4 separate regions of the Mus musculus genome follow, and all the other regions are linked to region 3. Evidence: chromatin contacts called from public Hi-C and HiChIP or PLAC-seq data. All regions are on one chromosome and are shown on one strand. The core of a region is the stretch at or near the end of the contact, and the rest is flanking DNA. Distances in the headings are between cores, read along the strand shown.

Region 1 (2,834 bases), core at 182-2,681, 530 kb before region 3:
GCCCCACCTTGGGATCCATCCCATCCACAGACACCAAACCCAGACACTATTGCTGATGCCAAGAACTGCTTGCAGACAGAAGCCTGGTAGAGCTGTTCTCTGAGAGGCTCTTCTAGTACCTGACTAAGACAGATTCAAATAGTCACAAACAACCACTGGGCTGATCCAGGGCATCCAAATAAAAGAGATAGGGAAGAATTGAAGGAGCTGAAGGGGATTGCATTCCCATAAGAGCAACAACAATATCAACTCACCAGATCACTCAGAGCTTTCAGGGAATAAACTACCAACCATAGAGTATACATGGGCTGGTCCGGGCCTCCTGCTACATATATAGCAGAGGACTGCTTTGTCTGGCATCGATGGAAGGGGAAGCTCTTGGTCCTGTGGAGGCTTGTTGGCCCAGCAAAGCAAGATGCTAGGAGGGTGAGGCGGGAGTGGGTGGATTGGTAGCACAGTACCTTCTTAGAGACAAAGGGTGCGGGATGTGATTGGGGGGTTACAGAGGGGAGACCGGGAATGGGGCAACATTTGAAATGTAAATTAAAAAATTGTATAGCTGAAACTAAATTCAGTAAAACTTTAGCAAATAGGTTAACCAGAATTAAAATACTAATGAATCACTATTATCTCTTTATTAGAATGGCTAAACATCAAAGACTGACAGCAATAAATGCTGACAAGGATGTGAAGCAAAAGGAATTGCATTTGTGACAAACTGGGATACAGCTCTAAGACAGCAAGACTAAAACACAGTTTATGAGATAAACATATGACCAGTTCTTACCATGTCATCTAGTAATTCTACCCTTTAATACTTACACAAACAAGTGAAATATAAATGAATGTATTTCACATAGAAAACTATTCACAGCGATTTAAAGAAATAGCATTTAAAACTGTGCTAACTTTTAGGCAATCAAAATGAATTTTGGTAAGTAATTGTAAAAATAAACTGTGTGGTTTTGCCTAGGTAGAGTAAGTTTCTGTATGCTAAAAAGATACACGTATTGAGCTGTAAACAAGTTCAGAAATGAATTTAAATGCATGGTATTAGGTGAAAGAAATAGATATGTAAAAATAGTATATACTACACGATTTCACTCTATGATGGTTTGGAAAATATAAAACTGAGAAATCAGTAAGGAGTTTGTTGATTGCCAGGGATTAGGACATAATGGATTAATAGGTGGAGTTTGTGGCAGTGAAACTATTCTATATGATACGACAGTGGTGCACAAAGTCATTATACATTCATCAAAACACATAGAATGTACAACAGCAAATGAACTTCACATTTGGAGCAAAGGTGATGTGCCAGGGTGGGATCATCACGGGTGACAAATGTGCCTCTCTGGCACAGGAAACTGGTGAGGAGGGAGACTGTGCCAGGCAGACAGACTGTAGATGGAGAAGCCCTGCACTTTTCATTACATTTTGCTGTTAAGTCTTAGAAATCCATAACTCCCAGCATGGTGCTTTGGCATGGTGAGTACTTCTGAATTAGAAGTAATGAAAGGTTTCAGAAAATCCTTCAGAGTTGAAAACACTCTGTTCTTGTTTCTCCCCTCAAGTGCAGACAGAGTCCATATGGCCCCTTCTTTGCAAGTCATTCAGATTTCGTATGGCTCTTGGACATACACATGTCAGTAAACGGTATGTTTTCCCATCTTTCAATCTGTAAATTTTCACTAACCTCAGCAAATTCCATTCAGAGCAGTAGAAGGAGAGTTTAAGATATGCTTAGTTCCTAGATATTAACATATTAACACTAGAATCCTGTACTGCTTTAGTATTATTTTCTTATTTTAATTATTAATACGTAGAAAAAGCAACAAAGTGTGTATAGACAATATAAGAAATGGATTTTAAAGCAGTATTTTTAAACCAATGACACTAATTACTAATTATGATGTATATCATAAACACACATGTGCAGAAAAAGAATAACATTTTTTTGCTCATGCTTTCCTTCAAAGTGACATCTATCCATTGATTCAGTGGTCACCATGGGTTTTATAATACAATTATAGAATTCTAAACAGTAGTCTTTCATTTGAACTGCTTAAGGCAAGATGTGTTTGGCAAGTTACATCCTAGTCCTTCAACTTCTTGGCATTATTCTGCATTATAAGGATACATATGGAACAGGATATTTTGAAATTATTTCCAGAAAGATACTCATGTGCCATGGACCGGGCTCAGTCGGCCCCCCTCAATCTGTGGGAATTAGGGTCTCAGAAAGATGGGCATAGAGTCGGTGAAAATGGGATGACAAACAGACAGGACACAAGGGAGTATGCTGTGTCTGTGTGTAATTTGTTAAATTGAGTATCAAACTTTTTATACAGAAGAAAATAGGGAAGTTTTGTAACATACCGGCAAGGTGCAAAGAGATTACTGGATTCTTATGCAAAACAGAGGAATGCAAACAGGGAAGGACTGGCAGGAACCAACTGGGATAAAATTCAGTGTTAACAACTGGGATCACAAACAGCTCCATAAGATGGAACACAGGGCCCCCAATGGAGAAGCTAGAGAAAGCACCCAAGGAGCTGAAGGGGTCTGCAACCCTATAGGTGGAACAACAATATGAACTAGCCAGTACCCCCAGAGCTCATGTCTCTAGCTGCATATGTAGCAGAAGATGGCCTAGTCGGCCATCACTGGGAAGAGAGGCCCCTTGGTATTGCAAACTTTATATGCTCCAGTACAAGGGAATGCCAGGGCCAAGAAGTGGGAGTGGGTGGGTAGGGGAGCAGAGTGGGGGGAGGGTATAGGGAACTTTCGGGATAGCATTTGAAATGCCTATAAAGAAACTATCTAATAAAAAA
Region 2 (3,327 bases), core at 781-3,280, 990 kb before region 3:
ACTTTATACTTCATGTTATACTCTAAGGAATATAGTATCTGTCTCCATAACATTTATATTGTGTGAGTTAGTAGAAGAGATATATTGACAATCAAAGCATACAAGAGGGATTTGCATATATACTATATAAATATTAAATACAAAATGTCTGTAAGCATTCTATCATGATTTATTCTTAAATATGAAGAAAATCTGTAGATGAACAAAGAGAATGTCTTGTTAGACAGTGACCATAGAGAGGTAGGCAGAAATTATAAAAAAGATACAGGAATGGACAGAGCTCGGTGAAAAAATTAAGGTACTCATACCCGTGGGAAGATAAATGCAAAAACAACCACACAAAACCAACTGAACAAATGAAAACAAAAATCTACCCCCACAAAACAAAACCAAGCAATCAACCCCAATTAACCAAACTCAACCTCCAAAATGAGGTCCAAATGGAAACTAACTTAGAGAATTAAGCAATTAAAAATAAGACCCTGGAAGCTTAAAAGTAATTATGGCTGCAGAAAGAAGGATTTAATACAGGGTATAAAAGATAAGTTGGTGAGACAGCACCCAGAACAAAAAGAAAGAAAAGGAAGAGAAAAAGGTACTGGGGGGAAGGGGCAGAGAGGAAGAGAAAGAGGGAGAGGGAAGGGGCAGTTCTCAGGAAGGAACACAAGACAGAAGAGACCCTCAGGTGGCTGAGGCAATAATGGAGCAAGCACAAACCTGCTCATTATGAAATTTCTGGTTCTAGTCCACAGAAAGCATTAAAAGTTTCCACGAATGAAAATACATACAAATTCTCCCATTCCTAAGAAGGTGTAGTACTGCACACCCCAGCAAAACCAAAGAATGGAGATGACAGAAGGACCAGGCACGGAAAGACTTTGCAGAAAGCAGCACATGGAAGCCTCTGCAGTCACTTGGAAGCCCCCACCCATCTGTTCTCCATTCTAGCTGTGAAATCTTGATGACAACAGTGGTGTGAAATCTCTATTAGAACAATAATACCTAGAGGGTACTTTTAAATTTGATTTCTATAAAGATTCTCAAATATCATAAATTCTCTCCTATTAAATAAGAACTAATTTTGAATATATAAGCATAATTTGATCTTAAGTGAGAATAACTTTTATCTTTGGGGCTGTTTATGCCTGTATTTTCTGTCTGCTGAGGGTGACATACCCTAAGGTATGAGATTTCTCATGGGATTTTCTACTTAAAGCTATTGCATTCTGCTCTATTTTGTAAGTCCAGTTTTCATATGAGTCCAAGATGACTATATACATCCCTAGATCCTATATGATACAGTTTTGACCTCCTTGGGGATTCCTACCTTCAGCTGGGCATAGCTGTTTTGTTAAACCCATCAATTTAACTTTTAAAAAGCTTGAATGTCTTTGTGAATCAGGATATGAAGCTTATATTCTTTCTATCATGAGAATTTTTGTTAAATTAGAGGACAATATAAAATTTATTTAATGGGTTACTGTTCTCAGAGTGTTCAGTCTAACATTTATTTGGCACACACCACTGCATTTAGCACTATATAAACCTATGATAAATTCTAAACTACGCAGTTCCTGACTTGGCTGAATTCCTTTGGGAGACAAAGTATACAAACAGAAAACAGAAATGTTCGATTAAATATCTAAATATGTGAGACAGACCATGGATAGCAAGAGAAGAGACAAGAGACTAATGTGTGTTTTTACAGAGGAATGATGGCTGTGTCTGTGTTACAAAATGATATTGATTCAAGCTGGCAGCGAGGTTTGCGGATGGTGTCTGCCCAGGCAGTTGAATCATGCAGAGAACCATATGTCAAAGTGAACCCCACGTGAGGAATGCTCTGGCTGTCTACAGTAAGCCTTTGTCACAGACAAAGATATTTTAAAGATAATACTAGAGTTCAAAAGCCATTTTGTTTATTTTTTTCCACAGGTTTTTTTTTTAACTGGTGTCTTATATCCATCACCTTGTTCAGCTTTAGCACCAGTTTAAGTCATTTTAAGTCTTAGTGGATAAGGAAAATAAAGGTAGGAAAAGACAAGTGAATTCTGAGTGTCCAGAAACACTGATCTTCAAATACATTTGTGAAAGGGTTTGGAGAACCCAGGCTTCTGTTTCCCAGAATGAATATGGAGAACAAATTCACACACACACACACACACACACACACACACACACACACACACACACACACACACACAGAGAGAGAGAGAGAGAGAGAGAGAGAGAGAGAGAGAGAGAGAGAGAGCGAGAGAGAGAGATATGGAGATCTTAACCCCTAGACTTCCAGGGAGGTTCAATAGTTCATCCCATCTTCCTGCACGGTGGGGAAACTGCCCCCTTTTTAAAATTTTTCTTTCAAGAGTGTGTTCTGATGTGAGGGGAGCATCATTAGAATAACACAGGACTCTTATTTTTCTTCAGGGGACATTTTAAAAAATCATTTTTTTGCCAAGATTACAAAAATTAAAGAAGAAAAAGAGCTTATTCTAAGAAGAGAAAATTCTGTATCAGGGACTTGAGGTTTTTAAAAGCTCAGAGTTAAGGTTTTAAAAGTGCACCTGAAAGACATTTGAGTTAAGACTTATCTGCCTGCAGGGGAAATACTATATGTCTAAATTCATGTGAAAGATAAACATAGACATTTTCCTGGCATTGCCTAAAGTTACCTTTGACTTTAGTTATACATTTCAGCAAATTAGGCTGTATCATTACTAGGCATCCTAAAATCCCCAAAGTTGGCTAGAGAATGTACTTTGTGCAGTCTCATCAGTGTATAACATTTTGGTTTTCTACATATTTAAAATTAATATAATGAAAAAACTTGTAGTATTTACATTAGTAAAGGGATCATGGAGATAAAAGTTAGAACACACAGAAGTAAACATTGGAAAGCAATTTCTAAATAAATAAGTATATATATTTGATAATAATAATAATAATAATAATAATAATAATACTCCTTTGGATTTCTTTGGCTTATAGTGAAGATGGAATTCTGGCATATTCATGGGAACATGATACAAAGAAATGGAGAAAGAGGAGTAACTGACTAAAAATAAATTGCTTGGGCACTTGTGTGGCTTCTCTTGGTCTGTGCGACCAGAGCAACTGCAGCCAACATCAGGGTTTCCAACTGTGCAAGGCTTGTGCGGGCCCCTCTCTGAGCAGATGGTCAAGAAGGGCACATGTAGGGAGGAGCCATGGTGACCCACATAGCGACAGGCTTCTGCGAAGGCAAAACAAATCTATCATATTGTCATGTGGGAGAAAAGTCACAAATTGCCTGCCAGAGAGCCCTAACCATTTATGTGAAGTATCAAG
Region 3 (3,077 bases), core at 335-2,834:
GGGATGGGGGAGGAAGGGATGAGTACTCTGCACTGCTCAAGGGATGCTGGCGGGAGAACTGCTAGTACAGATTATCAGGCTTGCCGCCAGGGCACTCTGGCAGGGGACATCCCTTCTGGGCCACAGCGGGACTTCCCCCGCCTCCAGTCAACAATGTCAGAGAAAGGGTGTGAGATGCATACATAGGTAGCTAGGTTGCTAACTTACGGAAGAAGATGTATTCAGTGTAACTGCTCCAGATCTTGTCGTCTCGGTACTGGTTGACAAAGGCGGCAGTGCCAGAGGAGTTGCACGCCACCATGTGGAAGCCGGCCTCAGACAGTCGATCGAACGCCTGCTCCAAGTAGGTGAACTTGAGGTAGAAGCGGGATGTGTACTTCTCAGGCTGACGGTCAGGGTCGCGACTCTCATTAAGAGTGTCCCCAAAGACCTCCTTGGCCAAGGCTATGCGCCCACACACCATGATGCGCGCCACACGCCTGAACTTGGCATCTGCCTGGTTATCTCGCACCGTGGTGTAAGAGCCACGGTAGCCCAGGGTGAGGAACCCAGAGCGCTTGTCCGGAGCGCTGCCACCACCGACTACACCACTGACACCATGTGCCCCAGAGCCCGAGGGCGCGCCAGCCGCCGCCCCACGCAGCAGCAGTGCGTCGCTGCTGCCCTGGGAAACGTTGTCCTCCAGGTCGCTCTGGCAGCACTCATCGTTGAGCGAGTTCTGCTTGGTGACCTTGGGCGACAGCAGCTTGACCAGGTCGGTGAGCTGAAAGAACTCTGCTTCGCGCAGGAGCCTCTCCTTCTCGGGAAAGTGCTCGGGCAGTGCCAGCTGCTTGTCGCGCAGGTAATCCAGCACGTACCTAAAGAGGAAGCCGTCGCGGTCGATGAAGAAGCGCGCGCGGCTGTCCCTGGGCAAGTCGCCCCGGCGCCTAGCGCCGCCCCGGGGACTAGAGGGTGAGAACATGCTGGCCAGAGTGCTGTCCGGGACGCTGAGTAACGTCGAATGCTTGGTCACATAAACCTGGCCGCCAACATTCAGCTCCACTACCTCGGGGAAGGGCGACGGGGCGCAGGGCCCCGGGGCGGCGGCCAGCGGAGCGCCGGGAGAGCTGGACGCGGACACCATCTCGCTGATCGGGAGGATGGTGCTGCCGCCGCTGCCCGTGTCCTTCAGAGCCATGGTCCCAGCCACCGGCCAGGTGACCCAGGAGAGCCGCACGGAGTGCTTCCCAGAGCCTCGAGGTCCCGGGTCCTCGGCGTGCGCCCGGTAGCCCTGCACTCTCTGGCTGGCCGGCGCGGTCCTCAGGGCACCCGGCGCTGCTCAGGGTTCCCGGCAGCAGCGGCGTCGGAGGCGCCCAAGCTCCATCGGGGAGAGACTCTCAGGAATGGACCTCCGCGAGCGAGCACGGCTGCTCCTTTAGGGTGACCGACTGCAACTGTGCGAGAGACTTGGAGAGGAGGTTCGGGGGCTGCGCGCGGCTCTCCGAGGGGAGGGCAGGAGGCGGGGCCGGAGCGAAGAAAACTCACCCCCGGCTGCAGGCGAGCCAGCGCGCCTCAGCCGGGAGCGCCGGCGCCGGCGCTAACTACTAGCAGCCCAGGAGGTGGCACTGACGTCAAGCTCCGAACTGGGACTGGAGCCACAGCTGTCATTTAAAGGGATAGGCTCTGGGGCTGGCCTGGCGACTCCAGAGCTAGGGAACTGGGATGAGGGCAGGGGCAAAAGGAGAAAGACAGGATGGGACAAAGCTGAAGAGGACAACACAAAGAATCCAGAGAAAGTGGACTACAACTCTCTTCATTGCAACAGAATCTCATTTATTTTCTCTCCGCACCCCGCCCCCAATTCTTTCTTATCTTCCTCCTTAACAAAACTAGCTTTACTCTCTTCAAAGAGAGGGCCTATAACCTGAATTCTCAGCTATTGTGTTGCAGATACTGGCGTTTGGGCTGTGTTTGTTAAAGGGCTGGGGGCTGTGAGCTAGGTGGAGTTGAATCCCAACTATTGTATCTTTAAAGTGTGTGTGTGATTGTGTGTGTGTGTGTGTGTGTGTGTGTGTGTGTGTGTGTGTGTGTATACAGAGAGAGAGAGAGAGAGAGAGAGAGAGAGAGAGAGAGAGGCAGATCCCCCTTTACCTATCCCTTGGCATCAAATGACGTGATTGTAACTGATATTCTACATCCTGTTAGGATTTAAAACTCATAAGTTTGATTCCATTTCACAAAAGCAATAAAGGACTATGAGTAACAAAGCAACTCTCTGCAACCAAGGTCACAAAAGTTGATGCACAGAAGTTGAGGAAGAGACAGAAAGGGGACAATTTTATTTTATTTTTTTCTAATCTTGATCCTCCTGATCCATCCTTCTTTTTATTTCCCTTGCAGTCTCTCAGAGCAAGAGGATGACTTATGCTTTGTTGTCTCCCTAACTCTAGTGCTCTGCTCACAAATACAAATCAGCGTTATTTGTGATGGAAAAAGAAGACTGAAATTCAGAAGAGAAATTCCTTTCCATTGCTAGATAATTTAACAGGCTGTCCAGCACTAGGTGTAACTTAATGACCATAAATGGGAATCATTGTCTTACAAAATGCTAAACTGAATATGGAGTTTTGAGACACAAAGGAGTTTGCTCCAAAAGTATTTATAAATAAAAATTACATACAAACTTTACTGTTATAATCCCCACCCCAAATGCTTCTCTATGGTTCCTCCCACTCAAAATCACCCAAATAGTAATGGATTTGAGATTCGGGTATAACCTTACATTTTCATAAATGATGAATATCCTATTATTTGGGCATTACAAACTATATTTAATTCATTGATTCTTATAAGCCGCATCCACAGAGAATGCTACATCAATTTTGAAAGTTAGATTACCTGAGGCAGCCTGAGCTTAATGGACCAATGAAAGGACACAATACTTTTGTCAAATGATTAAGACTTAAAAGAAGGCTTGCAATAGGCATGTTCACTGACTCCTCTTACTCAAACATAATACCTCATCCTCAAGTTATGTTGATAAATAAAATTGAGAAGTAAAATTGATTTAAGTCCTTTTTTTTTTTTCTTAAATGCTT
Region 4 (3,201 bases), core at 556-3,055, 870 kb before region 3:
GCACATTCTGGTACCAAGAAACATAGACCTCAAGGAGATCTACAAATCAAAAGTAAAGTTTGCATAAATACTGTCTTTTCATACCTCTGGGTATATTATAGAAAAGAAGTATATAAATTGTCATAATATTATAGTTCATATCCCCCTTATAATTCATAATCACGTTTTTCTTTTCACTCCCTTATTTTTTTTTAATTACTCTAGTCATCAGCTTGCATGTTATTAAAAATCTCAGTAGTATACTGCCATCTAATTTTCTCTGGAAATTACAAGAGATTTGGTCTGTAAAGGACATACATCATAGACGTCTAGCACATATCAGAGTTACCTACAGAGGATATGTCTTTGTTTAATAACTTTGAAAATGCACAGAACATTTACTTTGTGCCAAGTACTATTTATTATTAACTCACTTTCACATTAACCCTGAGATAAAGTTATTTTTATTATATTTAATCTCATATGTGAGGAATCCAATGTGCATAGCAAGTAATTTGTTCAAGTTCATACAGTCAATGCTAGAGTGAGTTTTCAAAGTTAAACAATAGGATTCAAGAACAGCAGGATTTTCTAGTGTAAACTGTCATGCAACATTGCTTAAAAGTGGAGATGTTGAAAAACATTATAAAGCATCCAACATATTCAATAGTCTATCTAGGATAGTGAGGATTTGCCCAGATCATAGGGCTTAGCATATTGTCAATAAGATGAAGGCTTGTATTGAACATAAGCATAAAGAGAAACTAGAACACTTCTCTTCTTTGTAGCCTAATTCCTTCAAGACATGTAAAATAGCCTAAGTGGAGTAGGAAGGCAGTCTCATCATTTTCAGCACTCCAGATTAGAAGGAGATTTTTATGAAATAAATCAGTCACACACATAGAAATACTGAATGATGATCTTATACAGTTTACTCACATGTGTGACGTGTGACATAAAATATCAATAAGTTCTGGAGATATAATGTAATATATATTGAAAAGTTGCCAAGTTAGTTTATCTTAAATCCTATTATCCTCTCCTAAAAGTTACTTTTAAGCTGATATTTATGCTGATTAGCTTAATTTGATTGTTGCATTAAAAAAGATATTATTTTGTTCAATGTACACACACGCATATATATATGTGTGTGTGTATATATGTTATGTATATATACATATATATATGCATATATATAAATTGAGACAATTTTCTTGACAAGTAAATCTTAACCTAACTAAAAGATGTAGATACTGTTTGAATTGAAAAAAACTGTATGTTTTTAAGAGGAATTCCTGGAAAAAGAAAAATTCAAAGAAAATCAGTGTCAAAAAAAGAAAGAAAAAGGCAATGATGCCTCTGTTGTGTCTGTTAGCAATAAGCAACACGCTCATTTCCCATTCTGCAGTAGTGTGGCTGTATTGTAGTGACACATGGCTGGTTGTGGTGATGCACATGGACAGGATATGCTACAGAGGTAGGGCAGAGGCATCACAAGAATGTCACATAGACTCAGCACTAATTTTATTTGGTAAGATTTGCCAAACCAAAGTGGGGTTGTTTAGTTTCCACTCTTTCTTTCATGAAGATCTCTGAAGAAAACTAACCCTGAAGTAGTCTGAATGAAGACGGTATGATTACATTTATTTCCAGGGATGCTTTCTGTTTAAATATGTGCTGAGGTTTCTTATCTGAAGCAAATCGCACCACTCGAGACATGATGAAATACAATATCTGTGGATAATTCCAGATGGAAAGGCAGAACTGGTAGCAAAGTGTGAAGATGGATTCCCCCTGCTTATCAGAAGACCTTGAAATCAGGCCTCACAGAGCCAGCTGGCTGACAGCCTGTTACCCAAGGAAAATGTCCAAATGGCACCATTATCTGCTAGGTCAGTCTAAAATTCTAGCCACTTTTTGAAATTAATAGAGCATGAAGAATGGTTGACAAAATCTGCAATAAGAAAATATTTTTTTGGCCATAAGTAATAAAAGAAATAATCTGAATTTCCCTGCTCTATCCTGACTACTTAATGGAAGTTAAAGGAACAAAGGCCTGAGAATTGGGAGCTGAGTTGCTTCTTCTCTGATAATTTGTCTAGTGAAAACAAAATGCCTTATGTCTTCAAAACATGTCCATTATTTTATATTATTCTTGTGATAAAATGATACATATTAATATTATTAATTTCTTTGTGCTTTGAATTTTGATTGATTTCTTTGTGTTATGAATCCCATCTGACTGGTTCTACTAGTTCCTTAAACTTGTTTCTTGGAATGACGAGAGACTGTGCACCAACATTTTTTTTTTTGTCCTGGTTGAGGTTCTATGAACACACCCAGAAGAGAAGCAGCATGTTTACAAAGTCTATGAGAATGCCTGATAAACAGCAGGCCCTAAGAGAATTAAAAAAGAACACCAGAATCATAAAAGGTAAGTGACTTCACTTTAAAGTTAGAATTTAAAAATATGTACTATTTTTTTATTCTCCTAACACTACAAACTATGATATCCTTAGTTAACAATCTAGAATGTTATTAATTCCTACAGAGCTGTGGGAGGTAAAGTCTAAGCAAGGAAATTTGAGGAAGTCACTTAGCATTTGCCCATAGAAAAGAATGCAGTCAGTATTTAGGACAATTTTGTGTTAGACTACACAATATGCAATAGATAAATACATAGAAAAACATGAAGAGAAAACTTGGCTTCTACAAAAGGCCTATTCAGTATTACTCTAATGCTTATGTGGGGCATAGAAATAAAATTGGAACTAAAAGTGCCACTCAGACAGCTGAACCTGTCTTCATGAACTAGTTGGTCCTAAAGTGTGTGGTGAACAAGCGGGTAAGTGAAGGCTAGAAGCCATTTTTAATCCTAACCAAACTCTGCCATTGAAGTGGATAAACTTTGGAGCCTTGCCATTTACTTATGTGAAAGTTAGAATTGAGACTCCTGGGCAGATAGCCAGAAGAAGTTCCAACTGGTAATAAGGACACATGCTCCACTATGTTCATAGCAGCCTTATTTATAATAGCCAGAAACTGGAAAGAACCCAGATACCCCTCAACAGAGAAATGGATGTGGGGAGCCGCCCTCACATTCGCCGTTGCAAGATGGCGCTGACATCCTGTGTTCTAAGTGGTAAACAAATAATCTGCGCATGTGCCAAGGGTAGTTTTCCACCCCATGTGCTCTGCCTTCCCCGTGACGACAACTCGGCC

The links. A called contact is a pair of places that touch in the nucleus more often than the background predicts. HiChIP or PLAC-seq counts read pairs in DNA pulled down with a chosen protein or histone mark.
Region 1: a contact with region 3 is called in a Hi-C map of cerebellum, with 2.3 times the contacts expected there. The contact joins the enhancer-like site here to the promoter of Kctd8 in region 3. A contact is called at or near these places in 4 of 39 promoter capture datasets (embryonic stem cells, frontonasal cranial neural crest, hippocampal neurons and 1 more), 1 of 484 Hi-C or Micro-C datasets (cerebellum) and 1 of 9 other capture datasets (liver).
Region 2: a contact with region 3 is called in an H3K4me3 HiChIP or PLAC-seq map of neural tube, with 8 times the contacts expected there. The contact joins the enhancer-like site here to the promoter of Kctd8 in region 3. A contact is called at or near these places in 8 of 39 promoter capture datasets (the 3T3-L1 cell line, the C10 cell line, the HPC-7 cell line and 4 more), 3 of 484 Hi-C or Micro-C datasets (brain and cerebellum) and 4 of 115 datasets of contacts at active chromatin or transcription factors (SST interneurons, astrocytes, forebrain and 1 more).
Region 4: a Hi-C map of cerebellum shows a contact between it and region 3, with 2.2 times the contacts expected there. The contact joins the enhancer-like site here to the promoter of Kctd8 in region 3. A contact is called at or near these places in 1 of 39 promoter capture datasets (hippocampal neurons), 1 of 484 Hi-C or Micro-C datasets (cerebellum) and 1 of 9 other capture datasets (adipose tissue).

Annotation. Positions count from the first base shown.
Region 1 is chr5:68,812,025-68,814,858 of GRCm38.p6, forward strand. No RefSeq gene overlaps it. Among named protein-coding and RNA genes, the nearest start is that of Gm23605, 250 kb to the left of the region's middle. Within about 2 kb of position 1,432, at least 1 of the 459 cell types and tissues checked has an H3K27ac peak or open chromatin away from gene starts, as enhancers often do. A contact at or near this core is called in cerebellum, where this site is marked.
Region 2 is chr5:68,350,236-68,353,562 of GRCm38.p6, forward strand. No RefSeq gene overlaps it. Among named protein-coding and RNA genes, the nearest start is that of Gm23605, 210 kb to the right of the region's middle. Within about 2 kb of position 2,031, at least 10 of the 459 cell types and tissues checked have an H3K27ac peak or open chromatin away from gene starts, as enhancers often do. A contact at or near this core is called in cerebellum and neural tube, where this site is marked.
Region 3 is chr5:69,340,125-69,343,201 of GRCm38.p6, forward strand. It overlaps Kctd8 (potassium channel tetramerisation domain containing 8), which reads right to left and starts at 1,585. Exons shown (of 2, transcript NM_175519.5): 1 at 208-1,585. The coding sequence starts at 1,177.
Region 4 is chr5:68,468,551-68,471,751 of GRCm38.p6, forward strand. No RefSeq gene overlaps it. Among named protein-coding and RNA genes, the nearest start is that of Gm23605, 96 kb to the right of the region's middle. Within about 2 kb of position 1,806, at least 2 of the 459 cell types and tissues checked have an H3K27ac peak or open chromatin away from gene starts, as enhancers often do. A contact at or near this core is called in cerebellum, where this site is marked.